Linked DNA regions of Mus musculus: regions 2, 3, 4 and 5 are each linked to region 1. Evidence: chromatin contacts called from public Hi-C and HiChIP or PLAC-seq data. All regions are on one chromosome and are shown on one strand. Each heading gives the region's core, a stretch centred on a gene start, on an enhancer-like site or on the middle of the called end of the contact. The rest is flanking DNA. Distances are from core to core; before and after follow the strand shown.

What was found. A called contact is a pair of places that touch in the nucleus more often than the background predicts. HiChIP or PLAC-seq counts read pairs in DNA pulled down with a chosen protein or histone mark.
Region 2: a contact with region 1 is called in a Hi-C map of double positive thymocytes, with 2.1 times the contacts expected there. The contact joins the enhancer-like site here to the promoter of Slc7a11 in region 1. A contact is called at or near these places in 1 of 39 promoter capture datasets (neural stem cells), 2 of 484 Hi-C or Micro-C datasets (both in double positive thymocytes), 4 of 115 datasets of contacts at active chromatin or transcription factors (the SCID.adh cell line, bone marrow-derived dendritic cells, embryonic stem cells and 1 more) and 2 of 9 other capture datasets (adipose tissue and liver).
Region 3: a contact with region 1 is called in an H3K4me3 HiChIP or PLAC-seq map of the SCID.adh cell line, with 25 read pairs. The contact joins the enhancer-like site here to the promoter of Slc7a11 in region 1. A contact is called at or near these places in 2 of 115 datasets of contacts at active chromatin or transcription factors (the SCID.adh cell line and embryonic fibroblasts) and 1 of 9 other capture datasets (adipose tissue).
Region 4: a contact with region 1 is called in an H3K27ac HiChIP or PLAC-seq map of bone marrow-derived dendritic cells, with 2.1 times the contacts expected there. The contact joins the enhancer-like site here to the promoter of Slc7a11 in region 1. A contact is called at or near these places in 1 of 39 promoter capture datasets (macrophages), 5 of 484 Hi-C or Micro-C datasets (the BV-2 cell line, LSK cells, cerebral cortex and 2 more), 8 of 115 datasets of contacts at active chromatin or transcription factors (the SCID.adh cell line, bone marrow-derived dendritic cells, bone marrow-derived macrophages and 3 more) and 4 of 9 other capture datasets (adipose tissue, bone marrow-derived macrophages, liver and 1 more).
Region 5: a contact with region 1 is called in an H3K4me3 HiChIP or PLAC-seq map of the SCID.adh cell line, with 22 read pairs. The contact joins the enhancer-like site here to the promoter of Slc7a11 in region 1. A contact is called at or near these places in 4 of 484 Hi-C or Micro-C datasets (double positive thymocytes, myocytes, nephron progenitors and 1 more), 2 of 115 datasets of contacts at active chromatin or transcription factors (the SCID.adh cell line and bone marrow-derived dendritic cells) and 2 of 9 other capture datasets (adipose tissue and pancreatic islet).

The regions. Positions count from the first base shown.
Region 1 is chr3:50,442,256-50,444,905 of GRCm38.p6, forward strand. Slc7a11 (solute carrier family 7 (cationic amino acid transporter, y+ system), member 11) reads right to left here and starts at 1,358. Exons shown (of 12, transcript NM_011990.2): 1 at 730-1,358. The coding sequence starts at 1,006.
Region 2 is chr3:50,688,203-50,690,852 of GRCm38.p6, forward strand. No RefSeq gene overlaps it. Among named protein-coding and RNA genes, the nearest start is that of Gm40043, 22 kb to the right of the region's middle. Within about 2 kb of position 1,344, at least 11 of the 459 cell types and tissues checked have an H3K27ac peak or open chromatin away from gene starts, as enhancers often do. A contact at or near this core is called in the SCID.adh cell line and double positive thymocytes, where this site is marked.
Region 3 is chr3:50,659,846-50,662,495 of GRCm38.p6, forward strand. No RefSeq gene overlaps it. Among named protein-coding and RNA genes, the nearest start is that of Gm40043, 51 kb to the right of the region's middle. Within about 2 kb of position 1,341, at least 15 of the 459 cell types and tissues checked have an H3K27ac peak or open chromatin away from gene starts, as enhancers often do. A contact at or near this core is called in the SCID.adh cell line, where this site is marked.
Region 4 is chr3:50,627,199-50,629,848 of GRCm38.p6, forward strand. No RefSeq gene overlaps it. Among named protein-coding and RNA genes, the nearest start is that of Gm6209, 42 kb to the left of the region's middle. Within about 2 kb of position 1,298, at least 51 of the 459 cell types and tissues checked have an H3K27ac peak or open chromatin away from gene starts, as enhancers often do. A contact at or near this core is called in the BV-2 cell line, bone marrow-derived dendritic cells, bone marrow-derived macrophages and 1 more, where this site is marked.
Region 5 is chr3:50,306,467-50,309,116 of GRCm38.p6, forward strand. No RefSeq gene overlaps it. Among named protein-coding and RNA genes, the nearest start is that of Slc7a11, 140 kb to the right of the region's middle. Within about 2 kb of position 1,360, at least 21 of the 459 cell types and tissues checked have an H3K27ac peak or open chromatin away from gene starts, as enhancers often do. A contact at or near this core is called in the SCID.adh cell line and myocytes, where this site is marked.

The DNA of each region.
Region 1 (2,650 bases), core at 108-2,607:
AGAAATGTCCTTAAAGGCAGTAAGAAGGAAAAAGAAAAAAAAAAAAAACAAGGGGAAAAAAGTTGAAACCTTTGCCCCATTTATGGAGACGGAGGAGACACATCAAACACATATCTTCCCAAGGACTTCTGAAAGCATAGTATTAGAAACGGACAAGCCTACGAATTTAAAATATTAAAAAAGGCAGAGAATGCCACCCATTTGTTTAGCAAGTAAAAGGCCCGTGACAGTGTTCCGAACGTTCAGTTCCGCGTGTAAATAGGCCACACTGGCTGCACCGCACAGGTGTTTCTTCCAGCGAGCCAGCTGCCAGAACTATGCTCTAAACAAGACTCACAAACCCAAGCCCTCTGCACGGAAGGAAGGCTTGGTTTTTTGGGTCATCAAAGTTAGGTTTTTTTTGTTTTTTGTTTTTTTGTTTTTTGTTTTTTTTTTTTTTTTTCCTTCTCTCAGCAAACCAGAAAAAAAAAAAAAAAAAGCTGCCAGAGTCTGTCTCAGGCAGGAAAGCAGAGTATAGCCTGCAGGAAGGAATCTGAGAGGGTTCAGTCTTGTGCCAACAGTGGACAGTGTGTTTGGGTAGTGCACATACCTGAACAACAACAACAACAAAAATTCCAAATATTTCCTGTAGTATTTGCCCATTCATTTACTCCTCAGAAATAACCCTTCGCTCTCCCAGAGAGCCACACAGCTACACACACTCACACCCCAGAGAAGAAGCGCACTCACCAAAAAGTGACAGTACTCCACAGGCAGACCAGAAAACCAGGGACATGCCCACGCTGCCCGTGTTCTGGAGTATGCCCTTGGGGGAGATGAAGATGCCTGATCCGATGACGGTGCCGATGATGATGGAGACCCCCCTCAGCAAAGTGATCTTCTTTTTCAGAACTACCTTCTCCTGCCCAGGTGGCTCTTGGTCCCCCATGGAGGGCAGCCTCCCGCTCATATTGCCCTGCAGGTAACCTCCTTTGGAGATGGTGGCCACAACTGGCTTTCTGACCATGGCAGTGTCACACCAGAGGAGGGGGATGAAAAAGAAAACAGAGGGGGAAAAACAAAACAAGACAAAATAAAACAAAACAAAACAAACCCTTTTAACTTGTTTCTCTAAGAAGTGACTGATCACTGTTCGGTCGTGACTTCCCCTTTGCTATCACCGACTGGCTCTACACTATTGTGTCCACAGGTGAGAACTCAGAGGTGTGTTTCAGCCTTCGCTGGCTCTATAATTACTCCTCTTGCTCCTCGGAGCACCTGTGTGGCACCGGCTCCAGGGGCAGTCAGTTAGCTGCAGCCGCGGCTGCTGCCCTATCATTACACACCAGCTCAGCTTCCTCGTGGAAGGCTCCGTATTTAAGCAACCGCCTGTCACACCAACTTACTGGGCTGCATGATGATGCAAATTCTCCAGGTTTGCATCAGCCACATGAGAAAACTCCAGCTTGAGAAAGCGCCAACATTACTCAGCTCTTTTTTTTTTTTTTTTTTTTTAACAGTAGCCTGTGGGTTGCTCAATGGATCCAAAGCATTTCCCAGAACAAAGCATACTCTTAAAGAGGGGCTTAGCCAATCCAGAAGAAGTAAACAGGGAACCAGGGAATAGACACTGTCCCGGTGACTTTAAGCAGCTCCGCTCTCAGAGAGAGAAAAGAAGTTGGAAAATGAAACAGAAAACAATTACTTCGTTTTAAGGAGTTGCTTCTTAACTTTAAGGCGCGCATAAAAAATGTTGTATTCACAGCTGTTTTGACAATGGAAAGTGCCTTAGGGCTGCTCTGTTTGCAACAGCAAAGTTTATACTTCATAATTTGTATTCTCCTTACTTCCCCGGGTGTTTCCTAGCAACACTGTCAAATCTAATATTTACAAAGTCAGAAAGTTTCTGCACACGAGAGCCGTGGCTACATACAGCTCCGCATGAACAGACACAATTATTTCTTAAGACCTGTAATACAAGGGTGTTTAAGATCACCACCTAAGTTTGAGAAGTTGAAAGATCATAGTGACTGCAGAAAACAGTCTTTTTCTGATTCTTGTCAGCACAGCGTGATTTCCTGAACTAGGTAGAAGGACTCGGTCTTCATTTGCATGTTGCTCCATCGAATTAAAAAGACTCCTCTTTGAATCTTAGGCAATACTTATAATTGCATGAAGACACGCACAGAGCAAGAGCTTGAGAAGGGAGTCCCATTATAATAGTTGGAGAAAGGAAGGAGATGACAGGGCATATTTTTTGGATCTATAAGCTATTCTGATTATAATTTGAAATGTATTACAATCAACAGGTACTAACTTTTAGTTAGCTCAAAGCCGGAAATTTTCGGTGACTGTAACAGAGTGTACAAGTCCATTTCAGAAAGCTAAAAGAATGTGTTTTTTACATAAAGAAATAATGACATCTTAAGGAGATAGAAGTGTTTACTCTGAGCATTCTACAATGGGCACATGTGCTGAAACTTTACACCCTATTCACATACACAGCTTTCATCTTTGTCAGTTAAAAAGAAATTTAAACATATAAAAGTACATTAAAACTTCAAAGTGGGGTTAAAATATTTACATTGAAAAAATTTCTTTTTTTTTAAAAAATTAAACACAAACTTGAAACGTTTTGCTTCTAATCAAGTGTCTTATGTGTAAAATAAAA
Region 2 (2,650 bases), core at 94-2,593, 250 kb after region 1:
GACCAGCAGATTTTCTTTAGCAGTCCAGATCATGCCTTGGTCCTCTATAACAGCAGCGCAGCAAGGCAGCCCCTCAACCACTGAGCCATCTCTGCAGGCCCTATACAAGGTTTTTTTGTTTTGTTTTGTCTTGTGTTTGTTTGTTTGTTTGTTTAATTAATTAAGCAGGAGCTAGAAAGACAGCCTAATTGGTTAAAGAGTCTGCAGTGTGATCATGAAGACCTGAGTTCCTATCTTTACACCCACAGGGCCATCTACACCTGTAACTTTCATACTGTGTGTGTGTGTGTTGGGAGGTGGATAGAAAACAGATGCCTTCTAACTTAAGGCTCAATCAAAGACTCTGAGGCAAAAGAGTAAGACAGAGCGTTATGGCATAGGACACCCAATATCCTCCTTAGACTTGCACAGGGGAGTGTGCACACACTCACACATGCACAATCATATGCCACATTCACAGGAACATGTGCACATATATTACACATACTTATACACATGCAGAGAGAGAGAGACAGAAAGAGAGAGAGAGAATTAAGTCATGTCACTGGTTTTCAACTGTTCTTTCCTAAAACCATAAAGATTGCTGTGTACATAGAAGGTACCTAGAAGAATCTTGTTCTCAGTAGGTTTGAGAAATACAACTGAAAACAAAAATCCAATCGTTTTCCACACATGTATCTGCTTGATCCTCTTGTACTCTGGCCTCATTAAAAGCCATAGTGGCCATTTCAGCCACAGCGTAATAGGGCCACAAAAACCATGAGATCTCTGAGAAGCGATCGTTTTGAAATTCAAACACCCAGTTATGGCCCTTACCTTTACCACAGTTGAATTTGTTGTAAGCAAGACACTTAACTTTATCCCAAGCTGTCTCTCCTGCTGGGTGAAATGAAAGCTGCAGTTCACTGTCCAGCTTACAGAGAAATCAGAAGGAGCAGAGGAGGGGAGCTTTCCTAATGTTATAGAAGGTACACTATTATTAACATAGCAATACCTACCTGTATTCAACAATGAAGCCATTCACTACACAGATTGATTCAATGAAAATTGTGTTCATGTTGCAAAGTGAAAAGACTTTAGAATATGATTGTATTTCAACTAGTACATTCTGTAATTTGTGGTCAGAGTATCCTTAAAAAAAAAATCCCATGACGTGTGCTTGAGATCAGTAGTTCTACGTGACATCTTCTGTGGCTATGTGTGCTGTTGTTCCTGGGCCATTGGTTTTTCTATTCCCTGTTCAGAGCCTGATTTTTACAAAGACATTGGTTGCAGGTGTCTGCTGAGTCTCTGCTGTCTGCGTACCTTTGCTTTTGAAGATATAATTTCTGCCTCTTGCCTGCTGCACCTTGCCCAAGGTCACTGCAGGGTGTGTGGGAGAGCTTGGTGCCTGAGAAACACATAGTGCATTCTCTTCTGTGAAACCACCTGGTCGTGGCAACTTGCTGGGGACGCCATGTGGCTCTGCAGACCCAGTGCACACAATGACATCAGGTGGCACACAGGTCAGTTCTGATGAGCTCATTCTCCGGGAGAAAAAGCAAGTCAGAGGCTTCAACTCACTGTGCATGGAAGTCCTTCCAAGAACCCAGCCTCTCTCCTTTGGGCATGCGAGGGGACTAGCAAAGAACTCTACTGACCCGAAGCCTTTCCCTCTTGGAGTGTCCCATTCATTCTCTCTGCTTTCTATTTCTCCAAATGGCTTTGTTTCTCTAAGAAAAAAATTTCTCCTGACTTTGACTTGGTAAGGTGGGAGACACAGTAAATACAGCCCTGCCAGGAAACAAAGAAACAAAAACCAAATACAATGATGTAAGAAATATTCCTATGCAATCAATTTAGTAAGTCATAATTCATTTACTGGTTGTAAACACAGCACATGGTTTTTAGTATGATTTTGGTATGGTACTAAGCATGGATCTTGGACGTCCTGCATGCTGAGTTAGCTCTACCACTGAATTTAGTATTCAACCCTGGGAACAAATGATTTTGATCAGAAATTAAAATAGTACAAAATGTATCCAAAGATAGAGAGCAGTCCCCATCCTCTCCCATCACTACTCCTTGAAAGGTAACTAGCATCAGCAGTTTTCCTTACCCCCAGTATTTGATAATAGACTTGTATACCCATGGGCATTCTTAAATATACTTCTTATTTCAACTTAACAATGTGCCTTGAAGATCCATAACAGCACATGTATTTACACTACATTATTTTCTATGGCTATATAACAACTTACATGATTACACTGTAACTCATATAGTTGGTCTCCTCTTGATTGACGCCTGGATTGACCCATGGATTTTTTTTTCTTTTACTATTTGAAATAATAGAGCAATGAACTATTTTGCTCACACCACTTTGTGTAGCGTGCAAATAAAGTCAGAGGACAAAGCACTAAAATTTGAACTTGCAAGACCTGCATATTTCAGCTTGCATAGTATTAGCCAATGGTACCAATGTTTAGCATATGAGCATGGGTGTGTGCCTGTCTTCATACCCTTATCCACTCTTGTCAATTCGAACATTTTCTATCATCAACCTGGTCAGTGAGAAACTTGTGTACAATTTGTATTTGCATTTCCTGAATTATGAATGAGATCAAGGATTCTTGTATGCATAAAATATAGATTTTTTCTCTCTCTCTCT
Region 3 (2,650 bases), core at 91-2,590, 220 kb after region 1:
TTTCAATAAAAATGCACCTCTAAGATCCAAAGGGAGTGGTACTATTAGGAGATGTGGCCTTGTTAGGATAGATGTGGCTGTGATGGAAAATTTGTGAACCTGGCGAGTGGGCTTTGAGGTCCTAGAAGTTCAGACCAGACCTCACCCTAGCAGCTCATATTTCTCTTCCTACTGCCTGCTGATCCAGATGTAGAATTCCCAGGGCCTTCTCCAGCACCATGTCTGCCTGCACGCTGCCATGCTTCCCTCCATGATAATAGACTGAGCCTCTGAAACTGTAAGCCAACCTTAATTAAATGGTTTCCTTTATAAGAGTTGCCATAATCATGGATTCTTCACCACAGTAAAATTTAACTAAGACAGCAGCAGATCCACAAAACAAAGGACAAAATACAGTTACCCTGCTTGTCCTCATGGAAAAAAGGAACAGTTGATGTGAATGATGACGACCATGGCAGCGTGCTGAATTCACCTCACACTCCCCTTGTTTGAATATTAATGCTAGTGATTATGAGGCTGTGTGGAAAGAATACTTTACCCATCTATAATCTTTTACCATTTTCCTATTGTTTTCCATGGGAATGCCAAGATTGGTAGAAATTATATCTAATAATTATTTCTTCATGTCTCACAATATATCTAATGTTACCATGGGGAGCCAATGCTTTGTCCTTCAAGTTTTGGGGAAATACACAGAATGCTCAGGCCAGGTGACAAATGTGTCTTTACAAGACACCTGAAAGAAGAGCCAGTCTAGGGTGGCACCAGTTTGACACTGGAATGTGTTCCTGTGAAGGAAAACTAAGGCAGTCTGTTGAAAGTCTTTCTTCTGTGGTTTCAACTTTTCCACTAGCTTATCCCTCCCTCAGGGTCCCGGCTTTATTCCGCAGCTGGCTGTCTGATCCAGTTCCACTCTGATCAATGAACAGGAGTTGCTCTTCAGAATACACTAAGAGATTCCTCCTGCCCAACACTCAGGAAGAATTAAATAAACGAAGGGAGATGAAACCACACTCTAATTCTTTTGCCCCAAATCAGGATGTATAAGTACATGGACCTAGTAGAACCAAGTCTTCTTTTGCCCACACAGTGATATGAAGTTGTGCTATAATCTGGACTTGAAATGACCCCAGAAATGCCCATGTGGGAGGCTTAATCCCTGGTCCAGTACCGTTGAGAGGAGGTGGAATCTCTAAGATATGTGGCTTATTGGACAAATGGGTTGTTGAAGAACTGGCTCTTTAAACAGATGGTGAGACTTCAGCCTCTGTCTCTTCCTACCTCTAGCTTCCTGACCACAATAACGGCAGTTCTGTCCACATGCTCACTGCTGTGTGCTGCCACAGGCCCAAATGAGAGCAACGACTCTTTGAAAGTCACTCATTTCTTACATCTGTTACATCAAGATTTGTACACAAATGGCAGGACTGTTGCCAAACCTACTGCTGCTCTCTCACCGGAGCAAGTCGCAGCCTCATGCCTACGCCATCACACAGCCGCAAAATGAGGAGCTTTTCTCTTGGGGAGCAGGAATATATTTCCAGGTGCAGAACGACATATACATGATCTCCCATGACAACAGCCAGTGTCTGTCTAAAACGCTGTTTTTGACAATTAGATTTCCTTTCATAGAACACATATAAAATTAAAGTTTCGAAAAGCTTGAAATTCTCTGAAATTTTCCAGTGTAACAAAAGCAGAGTTCACAGTAACAACAGACTTCAAAGGAGATCCATATTTTAAGATTTCATCCTTTTCAAAAGCATCAAACTGAAAAACATAGAATTAAGACTTAGAGCCGAAATGTAACAGTCACCTCAACCTTTCAAAAACAACTTCTGGTGTGAACTAGAAGATAAGATGCCCGGTTAGCAAGAGAGTCCATTTTCACATTGTTCTGAGCTACTGGGAGCTAAAGGGTTTCTTTTTAAATTTTGAGCATGTGAGATAAAATAGTTGTTATTCTTATTTTGAAGTCCTTGAAGGGCAGATCAAATGAAGCCGATCCATGATAATAATGATTGATGAGTTTCATCTAATAAGTTTAAAATAGATGCAAACAGCAGCACAGCTCCTGCCCGGGGAAGGGCATTTGGAAAAAGCACTAACAGCTACAATTAACAGCATTCCAGAGGAGGGAGCTTAACTCTAGCATCACATAAAGGAAGGGGTTGCCGTTTTAATTTTCAGCTTCTGGGTGTTCATCTTCGCTGTGTCACTTAAGAATTGTCAATGCTGTAAAATTTAGCTATAAGAAATTCAAATTTCACTGCATGAAATGGACACTTGCTTAATTCTTTCTTTTCACTCTTGATTTTAAATTCTATGAGGTTAGAGACCCCGTCTCTGGTTCTTTTTTGTTGTAAACGTGTTCAGCATAATTCTTGGCTCTAGGCAAACGAAGACTGACTATGGATGAAAGAATGACGCATTTAGCAGTCAATGAATTGAAGTCAAAATCCTCAGTGGTGTGGGGGGGCTTCTTTGGTTGTTGGGTACGGGGTAAGGGTAGGGAGACAGGAAAATAAATCCTTCCTTTGTGAGTTTATGTTCTGATGGCAAAGACAATTTTCAAGACAACTAGTAAAACTCATACAAGAACAAAACCCTAGCCAGAGAAGAGGATGGGGGGTTAGTTGTTAAGATGATG
Region 4 (2,650 bases), core at 48-2,547, 180 kb after region 1:
ACACTCAAGATTCCTAGAGTAGGAAGCAGGTATTGGTATGGCTAGAGAGAGTTACAGGAGACATGTACTCAAGGCTAAACTACTGGCCTTAAGGAATTTTGCTACTGGAACTCCAAAACTCATGCCTTCTTTTCTTCTCTAATCATTTTTCCCTTTCTTTTTCCTTAAGACAAGGACTTTCTATACAGCTAAGGGTGGCCTTGAACTCTTAATTACTCTCCTACAACAGCCTCTACTAGGCTCACCTAAGCCTTATTCTTGTTCTGGCTCTGACAGTTTTGCAAAATACGCTTCATACAGTAGTTGCTTTGGGATCTTTCTTTAAGTGTCTATGTGACAGGTGACACATATGTTATCCATTTTACAGAAGAGGAAACCTTCCGTTTTCCAAAGGACCACAGATAATAAATGAAGAAGTAAGAAGAAGGACTCAGGGTCTTGGAAGGTAGCAGAGCATTGTCACCCACCAAAAGCTACTATCTCCAAGAAGTACTTCTAGAAAGGCTTAAGAAGAAAGAGCCTTCCTTTGTGTGATGCAGGCTGTGTGGGTTTGGGAACCCTCAGATGGAGCCTGGAATTTAAAATAGAGAACTTAGACAATTGAATAGAGAAAGCCTAGGTGGAAAGAAAGCCAAGGGCAGAGAGAGTGAGCACAGAACAAAGGAAAAGTAAGTGTTCTGGAAAACACATGCCTTGGTTTAAGCCACTAAAAGGAAGGACAAAATGAAGGAAGGAAAGAAGGAAGGAATGAAGGAATGAATGAAGGGATGGAGGGAGAGTGAGAGGGAGGGTGGGAGGAAGGAAACTAAAAAATTAAAATAAAAAGCCCACAGACCTCAACTTTATATGTCATTCTGTCACATAAAACCATTCTATTAGAGGCCAGTGGTGGCTTATTCAGTAACTATCATTATGCCTAGGCGCTAAAACAGTGACTACAGTCCTGAAATCAGATGCCTTTGAGAAACACTGAAATTTTACATATTCCCAATCATAGCATCATAGTTGGGAGTAGAGGTGACTTCTTACCGGCTGCCATCAAGTTAGGAAGCTAGCAGAGTTCTGTAGTAAGTAAACACTTACAGGAAGTGAGTTGAGGGAAGTTCCAGACCTGGAAAGTGGAGCAGGAGAGGGTCAAGATTGGATCCACATAGCAACTCCCAAACCCATGAGCAAACACCGAATGGCATGGCATCGGAGACTTGGACCAGATGGAGAAAGAGTTCTGTTCTGCCCCTTCTTATCTGACCAATACAGCAGCCCAGAGTTAATAAGTACAGGCGTCTCCAACTACAAGCCACATCTTCCGGTTGCTGGTCTACACGGTGAATGAGAAAGAGGAAGCAAATCTGCATACAGAGTCAGCCCTCAAAGATGGCACATGGCCAAACAGCTCGAGAGCAGGAGCTAGTCACAGGCCGGTATCTTTCCATCATCCAGTTTAATACTTATAAGAAAGTTGCTCATATTTGTTTGTGTGTTTTATTTTTCTTATTCTTTTATCTTTTTAATGTCTACTCCCTTTCTCATTTTATCCTGTCAAGTCTTCTGATCAGAGAAAGTCGCTCCTCGAAGGGGCCAAGTTGGCCTAGGACTAGCAGTCACCCAGTCCCAAACTTCTAAACAGTGACTGTATAAACACGGGCTACCACACCCGTGTAATATTTGATTTTTAATCTCCCTCCCTTAGTCTTTACCATTGTAAATTCTTTTTCATTCTTCGGTAATATTTATTTTCTCTCATTTCTCCATTTTTCATCGTTTGTCCTTTAGGTTTTTAAAAGAATTTTATTGTTTTCTGTTTGCAGGTTTGTGGGGTTGGTTGGTTTGTTATTTTATATTCCTTTTTTATTTACTTAATCCTTAACTACGTCTTCTATGTCTCTTCGTCTTCTCCCTTATCCTTTCAATTTACTTTTTCTCTTCTTTTTCTATTTTTTTTTCTTCTGGTACTTGCCTTAGTTTTGCCATTCCATTTCTCATTAATGTCATATTAGATTTAACAATATGTCTTTGCTCCTTTTTTCTAATTTTCATAAGATTATTATGACATTGGCTGTAATTGGTTATGACCATGATTACTTTGTGTTTTTTCTATAGGTTATGGTTTCTTCTGTGGTCCACTGGGCTGGGCCTGGTGCCTCGATTTTAACTGTGGTTTAAGTGGCCAGCATAGTTGTGATAAATTAATTCTTTACCCTGCCATAGCCTAGACCTGCCCATTGCTCAGTGATTACTTTATCTCAAAGAATATAAGACAACCAAATTCCCAGCCAATGACTTGTCCTACATGCACAAATCCCAATACAGACAAATTAAAAAATATGTAAGTAATTAGTGTGACTCCTCCAAACAATAGTTCATGATGGGTAGATAAAATTCTGAATAAAGAGTTAAAAGAAGAAACTATAGAAATGGTTGCTATTTACAGAGAATATCATTAAAAACCTAAATGAGTTAAAATAGGATAAAAGTAAAGAGCTAAATAAAATACAGAACAAAATGAAAGATATATAGAGAGAATCCAGTAAAGATACAGAGACTCTGAAGGAAAGTAACAAACTGAAATTTAGGGAATGGAAGGTTCCACAAGTTAAATTTTAAAAACTAACTTGATTAATAGCTAGATTAAATAGAAGATAGGTCACTG
Region 5 (2,650 bases), core at 110-2,609, 140 kb before region 1:
CTCTGCGTCTGTAACCTCACTGTCTGTGTGGAGAGAAGGAGTGTATCGGATCTGGTCATGCTTATACATGCTGCCCTACTTCCTGCCAAGACCTGAATAACCAGGCTGGGAAAGGCGGTTCAATGCCAAATGGTTTAATGCCATCACAATGGCAGTCAATGGGCAGGAGCTGAACGCTTTCAGCAGAAAATTTCAGAGTGGCCAAGAAGAAAGTGAGACTCCCATACAAAAAGGATTAAATAAAGTGGGAAAAAAATGGCCGGAAACATAGACTAATCTTTGAAGGAATTTTCTATCCATAGAAGGGGTAGTAGTTTGAAAAATAATGCAGGTTTGGAAGTAAGGCTCTCTTTTGCATTGTAACAACCAAATAGAAGTCAGTGAGAGTAGAAACCAAGTTCAAGGTTGTGGTCATTGAGGAGATGAACTGATGAAGGAGTGCACAGAGATAAAATAAAGAACAATGTGTGTAGATTAAACTATAAACAGAGATTTTCCCCTTTAGCATAGGACAAAAAAGGGAAATGAATAAAACAAGAAGAAGGGGAAACAGTATTGCTTATTAAAGGAAGCCAGGACAGGGATCTTGCACCTTAATAGACTGTACAGTGATGCCCAGAGTTCAAAGAATGAAGGAGAATTTAAAAAGAAAAGACAAAGAGAGGGAGGTAGAAAGGAAAGCTGGGTGCCTGGAAAACATTAAGAACCGCTACTATAAAAAGGGATAATGAACTAGGCATGAATAAAAGATCTAGTGGAATGGAGAACCACTTCCTATCTTACTGCCTAAAAGCTGTGTAGTAACAGTCACTGACTTTGGGCTGATAGATTTTTCCATTAGGGAAACAGCATTCTCTCCACCCAGCTATCCAGACTCCAGTAACCACCTTTTTCAATGTAATCATACATATAACAGATGTAGGAGGGTTTTTAGACCCACATTCAGACAACTAAGATACACACACACACACACACACACACACACACACACACACTCATACACTCTAGTTACCATCATGAGGCACTTCTGACAGGTTGCACATGAGTACCAAGTACAGCTGTCTACTGCAGCCTTCTCTGTGGTTTCTGTGGTGTCTCGCATGCTTATTCATGGAACCAGAATTTAACCACCCATTAAGAGACTAGAACAGGCCTCAGATTCCCCTTGGCCTTCTGAGGTTTTATCCCCTTTGCTAAGACTTTTCCAGATGCATTTTGGTAATGACACTGTATCAAGCTTCAGAAATCAACAGCCTGCGCTCAATCTGCTATAGGAATCTTCCCAGAAGAAAGGGATGTTTCATCCGGCGGAGTCATTCATCCTAGCCTGGACTCTTCTGCTTCTGATCCTCCCCTGTTAAAAACATAACACACTGGAGGAAGATTGTGCTATATTTCACCAGTACTCCGTGCCGCTACCGAGGGACACTTCCATCTGTTATTTGCTCTCAGCTTTGCCTACTGATAAAACAGGAAGGACAGCTTGCTGATGGGCTCTTTGAAGCAAATGGCTCTACTCTTTCCTGCAATTAATGTTTGTAAATTATTTCTACAGTAGTCAGCAGGTATAGTACCACCATTTACAGATTACTTTCAATAAATCAAGAGCCCGCGCTCCTTCTGAGAGGACCTCCATTACAATGCGACTCGTGGCTAGTGGCCTGCTCTACCCGTGATGAAAATTGCTCTGTGTGTAATCGAATACTCTCATTAATTCTGTCAATTATCATTCCCTCGTGGGGAGATCTGAAGGTTGTGCACTGAGTTGTTGAAGTTTCCTTTTATGTGTAGTATGTGTTGTTCACAGAATCTGGTAGTTAGGGCACTTCAAAATTTCACAGTAAGTTAATAGCCCTTTGGCTGCTAGAGAGAGAGAGATGGCTCACAACAACAAAGCTGATTACAATGGAAGCAATTTGGTATTTTTCCCAGGATTACTCTGTTGTTTAGATGATAAATTGTTTTTAGAGTAGAGAAATAATTATATATTTTACAGCCTCTGCACTGTTTTAGGGAAAATTCCTTTAGACCTATAATATAAACCTCCTTTTCTAATTTGAAAAATTCTTTTACTTAAACTTTCTATTTTTATTTTATTGACTCAAAAAATTTTGGTTAAATTTGACCCTGGGTGGTGTTGCTGCTGCTGTTGTTGTTTTTAACTGATTATTTCCCTATGTTCTATAATGATCTATTTTCCAGGGAAAGAAAATGGCCATATAACTTGCATTAAGAGTGCCACTCTCAAAGTTTTAGAACAGGGATTTTAACTTTCCAAGACACATCTCTCCTTTCAAAGCAGAAGCATGGGAAAGAGAATGATGGATTCTAAAGGTGACCCAGGTAGGAAGAGGCCACTGGAAGTAGGACAAGGGACACTGGAAGACTATCCAAAGCCTAAGGTGGCAACAACCTCTTCATCGGGGTCTATTAGGTGAGAACGTGAACTCTTACCAAGAGAAAAGATGAAAGGGAGATATCAAGTGGCAGAAGTATTGCAGAGTCTCACTTAAAGCAACTCAGTGCACATTAGGGACATGAAATGCAAAACATTACAGGAGTGTGTGCAAAGGAATTAGGCATGAAGCTCCCACATGATATGAACAGGATCTTCCTCTGGACAATTTTAGGAAAGAATAAGCCATTTAGT